2 separate regions of the Sus scrofa genome follow, and region 1 is linked to region 2. The links are chromatin contacts, called in public Hi-C maps. All regions are on one chromosome and are shown on one strand. The core of a region is the stretch at or near the end of the contact, and the rest is flanking DNA. Distances in the headings are between cores, read along the strand shown. Region 1 holds the start of TPGS1 (tubulin polyglutamylase complex subunit 1). Region 2 holds the start of RNF126 (E3 ubiquitin-protein ligase RNF126).

Region 1 (6,485 bases), core at 1,142-3,641, 110 kb before region 2:
TTTCAAACTAAGTCTTCAAAATATGATGTGCATTTTACATGAACAGTGCTGTCCATTCAGAATGGCCACGCTTTAAATGCAGTCCTCACAAGTAGCCCCTCACTGGACAGCCTACTTCTCACTATAAGGTCCTATGAACTTTTCAAAAGGTTTACTCTAGGGAGTTCCCGTCGTGGGGCAGTGGTTAATGAATCTGACTAGGAACCATGAGGTTGCAGGTTTGATCCCCGGCCTCGCTCAGTGAGTTAAGGATCTGGCATTGCCATGAGCTGTGGTGTAGGTCACAGATGCGGCTCATATCCTGCATTGCTGTGGCTCTGGCATAGGCCGGCGGCTACAGCTCCAATTAGATCCCTAGCCTGGGAACCTCCATATGCCACAGGTGCAGCCCTAGAAAAGACCAAAAAAAAAAAAGTTTCACTCCAAAGGTCTTTGGAAGTTCCTGTTGTGGCTCAGCAGTAATGAAGCCAGATGATATCTGTGATGATGCATGTTCAATCCCTAGCCCCACTCAGTGGGTAAAGGATCTGGCGTTGCCATGAGCTACATCGCAGGTTGCAGATGCAACTTGAATCTGGAATTACTGTGGCTGTGGCGTAGGTTGGCAGCTGCTACTCTAATTCGACCCCTAGCCTAGGAACTTCCATATGCTGTGGCTGTGGCCCTAAAAATTAAAATAAAATAAAATAAGGGCCTTTGGATAGTCCAGCGATTTTTGTACATTTCTAAAGACATTCTAAATGGTGAAGTCCTTTGTAAAATGTTAGGGGACTCGGTGAATGTGGGAGCCCTTAGCAGACTCTGCTAAGCTGCTCCCCAAACCTGCAGGGGTGTAAGGGCTCCCTTTGTATCTTGCCCCAGGCTCCCTGCCAGCATCTGCAGCCCTATGGACGGGTAGCTTGGTGCTGGGGCTGCTTCTCCTGGTGTTCCTCATCTACCGCCTGTGGAAACGCTGCCGGCCCACCAGCTGATGACCAGGCCTACGCTCCTCTGGGCCTCCGGCGCCACCTGGACCACAAAGAGGAGGACTCTTTCCACTCAGTTGCAACGAGAGGACATTGACAGGGTTATGGACAGCAGAGGGGCTGACCATGCACCCTTTACCTTGATGGCAGCACATCCAGGCTTCCCAGCTGGCTGGGCTTCCCCTCAGTGAGGCCCCTGGGGAGCCACCCCAACAGTGCAGAGCTGGAGAATAAAGAGCATCTGGCCTAACTTTGGCAGTGGTTCCTGTGGTAGAACAGACATTGGAATCCTCTACACAGCTCCAGGCATCCTCTGCTCTGGGTGACTCCCCAGAGAGACAAGGAAGGACAGACACCCCAGCCCCACCTGGCCAGGGCTCGGGGAGAGGTGTGCACTCTGCCTGCCTGCTGCCCTTCCCTGGGGGGGAAACGGGACACTGACGCTAAAAGAATAATTAGGAGTCCTCAAAAGAAGCGGAGAAGAGAGAGTGCCCTGGTGGCTCAGCGGGTTAAAGACCCTGTGTTGTCACCACTGTGGCACAGGTTTGATTCCTGAACTGGGAATTTCCGTGTGGCCAAAAAAAAAAAAAGCAGCAGCAGCGGAGATTTGTTGGGGATGGCATGGGCAAAGACAGACAGAGGTGACTTGTTAAGGGAAATAGCATCTCTTTGCGAATGGCTGTGGGCTAAGGTGGCGGGAAAGGCAAGACAGAGGGGCTGGATATGAGATTGGCAGGACTGTAGATGCCAGGGACTTCAGCCTGCTATAACTGGGCGCTCTGAGAGAGTTGAGAGTTATAGAGGATGCAGGCGACAAAGATCCCTCTGGTGGGAAGGAAAGGTAATAGCCAGGGGCGAATAATTGGGAACCGTGAGTACTCCACTCACTCAGCAGGCGCGTACCGGGGACTAAGGGCAGAGGGAGCGCAGAGTGGACCCCGAACACAGTCTGGTGCATAGAGGGAGCTTTTCCCCACGAAGTGCTACACAGTCAGACGTAGACTGAATTAGGCTGAGCACAAACGCTGAGTTGAAAATCAGAAAAGGGAGGGGGACATTACTTAGTCCTGGAGGTGGGGTGGAGCCATACCGCCTATGCTCAGCAGGGCGTCTTTGGTAACCAAGGAGACCGGTTGCCAGGGCACCGTGCTAATGAAGGGCTCGCCCACTACCAAGATGGCAAGCAATCCAGCTTCACACCAGAAACCAAGCCCTTCCTAGGGATCCATTTTGGAGTCTGGCAAAATTTAAGTTCCTGGCCCAAGCCAGGAAAACCAGCCAGCACACGTAAAGAGGAAACCTGAGAGAGAATGCCAGTTAGAACCTAGGAGAAAGAGTGGCCTGCGGTGGTGATTTCCCAGTATCCCAGCGGGATCCGGGTGCTCTCTGCCCTTAACCAAGATGGCCGGCCCGAGTCGCTAGCGTACTGTGAAATATGGCGGCGCTTCCGGCCCTGTCGCCCTCAGCGAAGATGGCGGCAGTGGAGAAGCGGCGGCCGGCGATGACCCAGGCGGCCAGTATCACGGACAGCGGCCGGCCAGGGGTCTCCCGAGCAGCTGTGACGGCCGAGAGTGAGGAGGACTTTCTGCGGCAGGTCGGCGTGACGGAGATGCTGCGCGCGGCCCTGCTGAAGGTGCTGGAGGCGCGACCCGAGGAGCCCATTGCCTTCCTTGCACACTATTTCGAGAACATGGGCCTGCGCTCGCCTGCAAACGGCGGCGCCGGGGAGCCCCCGGGCCAGCTCCTGCTGCAGCAGCAGCGCCTGGGCCGCGCGCTATGGCATCTTCGCCTGGCTCACCACTCCCAGAGGTGCGGGGCTGGGCCGGGCCCGGGCGGGTAGGGGATGCGGCCGGACCTCAACTCCCAGCGTGCTCCGTGCTGCTCGCTCCCCGCCTCGGCGCCGGCGATATAGCGTGGGGCTTGCTGGGAACTGTGGTCCGTTGCCCCTGGCGCGGGGTGGGCGCGCACTGCTGTCAGCTGGAGGTTCCCGGCTCGGCCACCGAGATGAGGGCCAGTGCTGCGAGCTCTGGTCGACTTTGTCTTTTGTGATGCCTTTTTGCAGGTGCTGAGCTTCCCTTTGCAGCCCTAGGGCAAGGCCTCCTGCGGGCAGGAGGGGTGTCCGGGAAGGGGCCTGCATGACGCACAGGGAAAGGCCAGCAGGCGCACTGGCCTGGAGGCTGTAGGGCTGCAGTGTGGGGGTCCACAGGGGAAGGGAAGGCCGTGGAACTTTCGCATGGCGGTGTGGAGGGGATGGTGCCTGCCGCCCACCCCCACCCCCAGCTCTGAGCCCATAGAAGGGGATTGAGAAACACCCGTTGAATGTGTGAGCCATACCACGTGGATGGAGAGAACCAGCATCAACCAGACAAGGTTGCTGCTGGATGTAGGTGGGCTGGGACTTAGATTGGGGGTTCCCCAGAAGCAGAGCCTGAGGCGAGCATTCACATGGGGATCACGTTATAAGAAGGTGCTCTCAGAGAACTCAGGAAGGGGAGGAAGCCAGGCAGGGGAGAGTTTCAGCCTAATCCCCCAGCCCCCCTATCTGGAGGCAGCTCCTAAGAAGGGGAGCACAGAGAGGCTTGGAGGAAGCCTGGGTGTGGGGAGGGGTATGGAGAGCAGGCACCCATGCAGAGTGCCTGTCTGTGCCACAGGGGGAAGGGGGGAGTGTCCAAGGTGACAGCCAGAAAAGGGGGTGGCCAGAGATAGGGACCTGGCAGGGAGCAAGCTGGTGAGCGTCCAGAGCTCAGGGCACATGCTCTGAAGGTCGAGTTGCTGCTTTTGCTGGGGCCGAGGTGGCAGGAGTTGTGCAGGGAACAGGAACAGGAACAGGTCCCTGAGATGGGAGGTCACACTGGTTCTGAGGGGAGCTGAGTAGGGGGCTGGGAAAATCTTGCAGCAGAAAGGTGGGCAGTCAGGTCTGCAACGGAGACGTGACAGGGGCAGGAGGTTGTCACTTGGGAGGGGTTATGAAGGCCTCGGGGGAGCTGGGAAGAGCCCAGGATCCAACTCTGAGGGGCCACAGCCTCAGCAAACCCACAGCAAAGCATGAGAAGGCCGACCAGACATGGAGGAGGGAACCAGAGGAGAGGGGCAGCCCAGGACAACTTCCAGGAGGAAGAGTCAGTAGCAGGGTCGTGTACAGTTTTTTAGGTCAGGTACTGCACAAGCCACCCACCCCATAGACATCACAGGCGGGGACTTTTGTGTGAAGCCTTCTGGCAGAGCTTCTAATTCACACAAAGGCACCTTGTGAGCTGTCGGCAGCCCTGGGTCCAGTGGCTCTGTAGATGAGGGTTGAGAAGTGTCCTGGGTTTTGAACAAAGGGAGCTGTTTGAGTTTTCCAGGGCTGCTGGAACCACTTATCACAAACTTGGTAACTTAAAACAATAGAAATTGCAGCTTACCATTGTGGTGCAATGGGATCCACGGCATCTCTGGAGCACTGGGACGCAGGTTCCATCCCCAGCCTGGCACCATAGGTTATAGATCCAGTGTTGCTGCAGCTGCAGCATAGGTCACAACTGCAGGTTAGATCTGATCCCTGACCAGGAAAATCTGAAATCAAGGTGTGGCAGACTCTGGTCTCTCTGGTGACTCCAGGGGAGGGTCCTTCTTGCCTCTTGCAGATTCTGGGGGCTCCAAGCATCCTTGGCCTCTGGCTGCATCACCCCAGCCTCTGCCTCATCTTCCGTGGTTTCTTCTCTGTGTCTCTGTCTCTCTCTCACAAGGACACTTGGCACTGGATTTCAGGCTGTCTCACTTCATCTCCAGATCCTGAACTAATTATACCTGCGGAGACCCTAATCCCTAATAAGCCGCACTCACAGGTTCTGGATGGACATGCATTGGGGGCCACTATTCATTGCACTGCAGGGGTGTTGGGGTGCTGGCTGGGGACACAGAGGAACAGGAGTGGGCAAGACCCATGGCAGGTGCTGGTGGCCATGTTCCAGGGCTCCAGGGTGCGCCTGATCCCCCCAGAGACAGGGCTGGTAGGGGACTCAGTGGTGGGTTCAGTCAGTTGCCCCTTAACCTCTGCTGACAGGTCAGAAGCCAAGGCCAGGTCAAGGTGAGTCCTGGGTGTGAGGGGTGGTCCCCCCAGGCCAGACAGCTTTGTCCCGAGGCAGAGAGGTAGGCTGGAGCACCATGGGGCCATTCTTGAGAGTGTCCTCAGCATGAAAGATTTGGGGAGAATGTTAAAAAACCCCTCTGCTGGTGCCTGAGAAATCAGAAGTGCTGGCCACTAGGACTGGTCATGGTGGTGCTGGCATCGCATTGGCCCTCGGAGCACACACAGAGCTGACTCCGGACCTGCAGGGGCCACCAGGGGAGAGCGCCAGAGTCAGACCTGGGCACTGTGGCTCCAAAAAAGATGCAAAAGCACTACTTGGTCTGAGCCAGGCTCCTCAGCTCCAAGCCTTTTCAGCAGAGGGGCCCATCCTGGGCTTGGGTGGGGGGCAGCTTCCATGGCCCCACCCACTTGACAGCCAGAAGCCCCATCATGACAAGCACAGACATCCCCAGTGACCCCTGAGGACAGATTTTCCCCAGGCGAGACCCCTGGGTTAGGAAATTTCACTCCAGGAGACTGTGCTCCACAACCATCTGACCCCTGAGGTCCTGGGATGCTGCACATGTTTAAATACACACCTGGCAGTAGGTGGGGGTGACTCACAAACGCCGGGGCCACCCTGGTCTACACCTGCTGCCTCAGTGGGAATTTATGCAGGCCTCTGCTGTGAGCAGGGAGAAAACCCAGTTCCTTTCCAAACAATGAACCAGAGTCCCTCCCCTGGCACTGCTGACACTGGGGGCAGTCACTCTGTGGGGGGCCATCCTGGGCCGCCCCCCACCCATTGGTGACAACCAAAACTGTCCCCAGGCATCACTGGTGTCCTCTGTGGGCAGAATCACCCCCACTGAGAGCCCCCAGTCAGCAGCAGGAAGTCTCTGTGACTCCAGGACACAGCCTGTCAAGAGGTTCTTTTTTGTTTGTTTGATTTTGGTTTTGTTTTTTTACAGCCACACCTGCGGCATATAGAAGTTCCCAGGCAAGGGGTTGAATCAGAGCAGCAGCTGCCAGCCTATGTGACAGCCACAGGAACACCAGATCTGAGTCACATCTTGACCTAAGCCACAACCTGTGCCAATGCTGGACCCTTAACCCTCTGAGCGAGGACAGGGATTGAACCTGCATCCTCACAGATGCTGTGTTGGGTTCTTAACCCATTGAGCCACAGTGGGAACTCCTGAGAGGTTGTTTTTTTTTTTAACAAAGCCCCACATGCTTTGCAAACCACTCTGTGTGGGAGGTGACTCACATGAAGCCTGAGGACCAGGTGGCTGGGGAGCCCCTGGAGGACGGACAGACTGACGGATGATGGACAAGAGGCTGCAGCCTAGCACCAGGGATGGCTTTCCTCTGGGTATCTCACCTGCTACTCTGATCTCACTGGGCTGGAAGTGCCTCCGGTGAACCTTCCTGCCCAAGGCCTGGGATCCGTGCTAAACAGCAACAGG
Region 2 (5,668 bases), core at 2,517-5,016:
CATCAGGGCCTATGCTTTCCCCTCTGCTTACATAGCAGCTCCCAGCAGCCTGAGTCTCCCCACCTGCAAACAGAAGACAGCCTCGACCCCAAGCTCTGTGCCCTCCATTCACGCTAAGCTCCACACCTCAGAGGGCAGGGCACCCTGTCAGAGCCATGGTTGCCAATGCCCAGGTTTCAGGGGGAGCGCCAAGCTCTGCTTGCAGTTGGGGTGGGGTAGGGCCAGACCCAGGCTCTTCCAATGCTCTGCTCCTCAGAAGGCAGTTAACCAGTGTGGTCAATGGTAGGTGCCCTGGGATAGAACGTTTGCCTCCCATAGGGCAGAGCCTGCCTCCCTGCACAGGGCCCTAGCTTGTGAGCACCTACCTAGCTGATGGCTCTGGTTCTCAGGAGACAGGAGGTAAGGGGGCCACCCTATCACCATCACCATGGCAACACTGGCACCGGAGCACCGGGGTCAAAACCGATGCTCGCTAAATACTGAGCCCTTGCTCCATGCTCTCACCCTCCAGGCCGGCTGGGGTGGCCCTCAGAGACAGGTACCACCCTTCACACCAGTACAGACCCAGGGGCTGCAGCCAGGTGCATGTGGTGAAATCGGACACTGAAGTGGGAGTCAGAGAGACATTGGCCTCAAGTCTAGGTGCAGCACAGACCCCAGGGAGGGGTAGGGCACAAAGCTCTATTGGGCATATGTGAACTCAGGCCCAAACACAGACATGAGACCCCCACGCCGCTGCAGCCCCTTGTGCTCCCAGCCTACAGACACCAGGGCCACACCTCCTCAGATGTCACCGGGCCCAGGGACCTGTCCAGACCCCCTGGGAAAGCTGCCCTGGCCCCAGTGCTGTCACCCACCCCATAGCATTCTTCTGGGTCTTAGCAGCTTCCCCACACCCCACAGTCATTTCCCTTCTGTTCCCCAAGTGTCAAAAACCCCTAGGCACACTACTGAGTGCCAGGGTACAGAGCTGGGGACCCTGTGGCACTTGGGGCCTGCTGTGCGCCAGCAAAGTGTCCATCCCTGGGACCCTGTCTCCCATCAACACAACATGTGTGCCCGCCATGCCAGGGCTACACCTCACCTCAGACTGCAAAAGCACCATGAGGCTCAGGGGCACAGCCACTGGGAGCCCAGGCTGTGGGCTCCCCAGCACCCCTCATCCAAACACCTCTCTAGGGTTGTCCCACTTCCACCCCCGGCTGCCCCAGCCATCTTTGGAGCAGCCACCAAGTGCAGAGCTGCAGAGCAAGCAGTGCAACGGCCCTCGGTGTCCCTTGCGCCGGCTCTCAACTTCAGGCTCTGGGCTCCCAGAAAGCTGCCTGAGCCAATGCCACACTGAGTCTCCTTGGCCCCCAGTAGTGACAACTGGGGAATAGACATCCTAAGAAGGGACAGGGCTTCACTTGCAGGGAGATCAGGTGGCCCAGCTGGGCCTGGGTACTCTCAGCGGGGAGGATGAGGTGTGGGCAGGGCAAGGCTGGAAGCACACTCAGGCCTTCTCTCTTCACTCCAACAGCCCTCTGAGGCAGCTGCTAGGTCCCGTCCCCATCCCCATTCAACCACACCCAGGAAAGAGAGGCAGGTACCATCAACAGGAACAACAGGTCTAAACAAGGCCACCCAAGGCGGTGGGCAGACCCATGACTGCCACCTGGTCAGCCCACCTGACGGAACCTGTGCTTACTGGGGCCTGGCCTCTGAGAAAGCCCTGGGCCTGCCAACATGCCCTGCCTGCGGACACTCCATATCTACCATGTGCACAGCACCCTCATTTCCTGGGAGAGATCTAGTCTGGGCCTGTGCCCCCACTGCAGAGGTATCCACTCAGCTGGCCCGTCTGGTTCCTGCCCCCACATGCCCGCTCCAGGCCGGCATCCCAGGCTCCTCAGCACACACACACTCCCATGGAGCACAGGGATTGCCTCATCTACCCATCTAATAGGCAAGGAGACTGAGGCTCAGGGTCGTGAGTTGCTGGGAAAAGGACCCATACGCAGCCAGGGTGCCTGATGGGTGTGCTGCGACAGCAACTACCCCTTCCTTTCAGTCACAAGTAGGAAATCAGCCCAGACAGCAGATATTGAGCCAGCCTTGGGGCTAGCTTCCCAAGAAAAGAGGTCCCCGTGCAGGGGTGCCAGTGCTGGCTGGGACCTTCCACTGTCTCCAGGTGAAGAGCCAACCTTTCCATCCCCGAAAACACCAGGTGTGCCCCTTACTGAAGTCACCTGCCTACCAGGCCTTGTCAAGTCCCACCCCAAACACACAAGCAGGTCTCCTCCCCGCCATTATGTGCTCTTCCAGAATTTACCAACATTCCAGACTAAATATTTGCCAGTCACTCTTTAATACTGACTTCCTATAAACTCTGAGAGCAAAGGCCAAAGCTAGCTTGTCACCACTAGATCCTGTGGCCAGGAAGATCTGAACCAACCCAGCGACAGCCAAAAGGTCAGGGTCCTTCAGGTCCACCAAGTGGCCATTCCAGTGCAAGACCCAAGCCCTGTGCTGGCCCTGAGAAGGGAGGCCAGAACAACTAGCCACTTAGACTGCTCAGCCCCAGTTTCCTAATGCTCTGGAGTGATCCTGAGACCCAGGGCTTGTCCTGGGGCTCACACCAGCTGCAAGGAGCTGCATGCAACTAATCCAGGCTAGTGGGCTGTACCAGGACCTGCCCCTTCCTACTGCAGTTGAGCAAGACCAGTCCCAGAGCTGGGGTGCACAGGAAGCCGGAAGAGGCAGAAGCAGGACTTCCGGGAGGCTGGAGTCAGGGAAGAGGGCAAGTCCCCCAGCTCCCCAAGTCGCTCACGCACCCGGGATTTCAATTTATTTTCCCCCGCCCAAACCCCTTGCCTCTGGAAGCCAAACCATCCCTACCCTTTCTCTCCGCCTGGGCCTAGGCACCCCTCTCCACTCCAAACCCTGACTCCAGCTCACTTTCCTTCTCTGTGTTTGGGATACTGCCCACCGACTCCTCCCGGCTTCCCCCGGCGACTCCACCGCTGGGAAGGCAGGTATAAGTCTGGCCCTGGAATTAGCCAGGTGACCACGGAGAGTAGGTGCTCAATAGGGCCTCGCCACCTGCAGTTCCTCCTCTCGGTCACCCACACCTCCCTCTCCCTGCTCCCTGGGAGCTGGCCCAGTAGCAAATGTCAGGAACAGAGCCGGCATGAAGCGCGGTACCTTCGGTTTTCTAGTCGTGAAAGTGAGGGAGGGTCGGCCGGGAGGGAACACTGCTCCCATCCCGGAACTTCCGGGCTGAGGGGCCCGGAAACGGAGCCTTTCACAAGCAGCCCTCCAGCGGCCTCCACCTGGACGAGGGCGGAAGACCCATCGGACGAGACTCCCAGCCCCCGGGAAACGTAAGAACACAGGCTCCGGCCGCCGTCAGGCCCCGGAGAGCGCTGACTCCCTCCCACGAGGCGCCCGCGGCGCCGACCCCACTCGGGATGGGCTCCCGCTCCCTTGGCCGCCGACCCCGCTGCGCCACCAGGGCAGGCCGCTTCCGGGCCCTCAGTTTCCCCGTCCCGGCCAGCTCGCCTCAGTCCGAGGCAGAGGCCCCCACCCGCAAGGCCTGGGCCTCACCGGCAAGCGCGGCACGATCTCGACCGAGCAGCAGTGGCAGAAGTACCGTCCGGGTTGCGGCGACGCCTCGGCCATGGCCACCTCCGCCTCCTCCGCGCCGCCCGCCCCCCGCGCGGCGCCCGCCGCCGGCCGTTTGCTGCTCCCTCGCCGGCCGACGCGCCCGCGCACGCTCACGCATGGCACGCACGGCACGCACGGCGTGAGGCTAGGAGGGGGTGGCAGAAGAGGTGCAGGCAGCTGCCTGCGCGACGGTGGCCGCCGAGGGGCAAACTAGGAGCGGGCTCCAGGCCAGGGTGGGGCCAGGCTGCGGGAGGAGGCCGAGGGGTGGAGTCTGCATGGGGAAGAGCCGAGTCGCCTAGGCAACCTGGAACGGGGTGCTGGGGGCGGGTCGGGTCCGGGGGGCGGGGCTACAGGGAGTGCGGGGGCGGGGCCTGAGCTGGGCAGGCCTGAGCAACTCATCTACAAACCTGCAAAGCCCCAACTTCCTTTATTACTTGCTTCACCATTCTCTCACCTCTCTGTCCTCACTGCTCCTGGGACGCTCCAGCGCGTTCTTACCTCCAGGCCTGTGCACTGGCTGTGCCCATGCTTGGTGCACCGTTCCCCAGACATTTCAAGTCTTTGCTTATATGTCTCACCTGTTGAGGCGCCCTCTGCAATGGCACTTGTTTCCACCTGATAAACTGTAGGGACATGTCCACAACAGAAGCGATTTTGTATCTTCTTCCGAGCTAAACTCATGCACACATGCATTCCATGAACACTTGTTGAATGAATGGAGACAGGAGGCCCAATCCTGGATCAAGGAGGCCTGGCCTCCCGTGCCTCAGGGTGATGCCTGGGATAAGAAAATTTGAGGTGGAGTTCCCGTTGTGGCGCAGTGGTTAACGAATCCGACTAGGAACCATGAGGTTGCGGGTTCGGTCCCTGCCCTTGCTCAGTGGGTTAACGATCCGGCGTTGCCGTGAGCTGTGGTGTAGGTTGCAGACGCGGCTCGGATCCTGCGTTGCTGTGGCTCTGGCATAGGCCGGCGGCTACAGCTCCGATAAAACCCCTAGCCTGGGAACCTCCATATGCCGCGGGAGCGGCCCAAGAAATAGCAACAACAACAAAAAAGACAAAAAAAAAAAAAGAAAGAAAGAAAATTTGAGGCCTTCCAGGTGTGGCCTTGTTCCCATGATGCACCTTGGGGTGAGCAGAGGACAGAAAACCTAACCCCAACCCCCAAATTAATCAGCAGGCCAAGATCATTGCTGAGGTTAGTTCCAGACCAATCATTTATTTTACTTTATTTTATTTTTGTCATTTTAGGACAGCACCTGTGACATACGGAAGATCCCAGGCCAGGGATCAAATCAGAGCTGTAGCTGCCAGCCTCATGGCAACAATGGATCCTTAACCCACTGGGTGAGGCCAGGGATAGCACCTGTGTCTTCATGGATCCTAGTTGGGTTTGTTACTGCTTGGCCACAACGGGAACGCCCTTACATTTATTTCTTTATCCACTCAACAAATATTCATTGAGCTCCTGTTGTATGCCAGACCCTTTGCTAGGTGACACATCAGGGGAAATGACAGGCTCAACAGGCAATGAAAATGGTTTTCTGAAATACTCTATGGCTGGAGGAGACAGAACTGGTTACAGACACCCCAGCTCTATGAAGTTGAGCCAGAGGATGAGTCCCTAAGGTGGTTTTGGTTCTGCCTCCGGAGACAGACAGGACTTCCTAAGAGAAGGGACACTGGAGCCAGAGCTTTGGGGAATGAATAGGAGTTCGTTGGAATTGGGCTTCTTGCTGAAGGGAGCACTGGAGCCAGAGTGTCAAGAAATTAAAAATTGGAGCCCGTGCATAAAATATCTTGAATATCAAGAAGCTAGGAACAAGGACTTGAATGCCAGCCACCATCTTGTATCCTTCAAGGCTGGGGTGTGATTCCAAGCCATTCCTGCTCTGACCACCAGAGAGCGCCCCCCACCCCATTGCTGGGAATCCAGGCACACCACACCCCCATCCCAGATCCCAGGAGGAGCTGTTTGCTTCAGGCCTCTAATGCCTAACCCCTGGCTTGTCTCACAACAGAG

What was found. Hi-C and Micro-C count contacts between places; a contact is called where the count stands out from the background.
Region 1: a Hi-C map of liver shows a contact between it and region 2, with 6 times the contacts expected there. The contact joins the promoter of TPGS1 here to the promoter of RNF126 in region 2. A contact is called at or near these places in 4 of 47 Hi-C or Micro-C datasets (embryonic fibroblasts, heart right ventricle, liver and 1 more) and 1 of 2 datasets of contacts at active chromatin or transcription factors (alveolar macrophages).

Annotation. Positions count from the first base shown.
Region 1 is chr2:77,779,340-77,785,824 of Sscrofa11.1, reverse strand. TPGS1 (tubulin polyglutamylase complex subunit 1) reads left to right here and starts at 2,391. Exons shown (of 2, transcript XM_021084307.1): 1 at 2,391-2,774. The coding sequence starts at 2,401. MADCAM1 (mucosal vascular addressin cell adhesion molecule 1) reads left to right here. Exons shown (of 5, transcript NM_001037998.1): 5 at 862-1,215. The coding sequence ends at 971.
Region 2 is chr2:77,671,400-77,677,067 of Sscrofa11.1, reverse strand. RNF126 (E3 ubiquitin-protein ligase RNF126) reads right to left here and starts at 3,766. Exons shown (of 9, transcript XM_021084297.1): 1 at 3,586-3,766. The coding sequence starts at 3,660.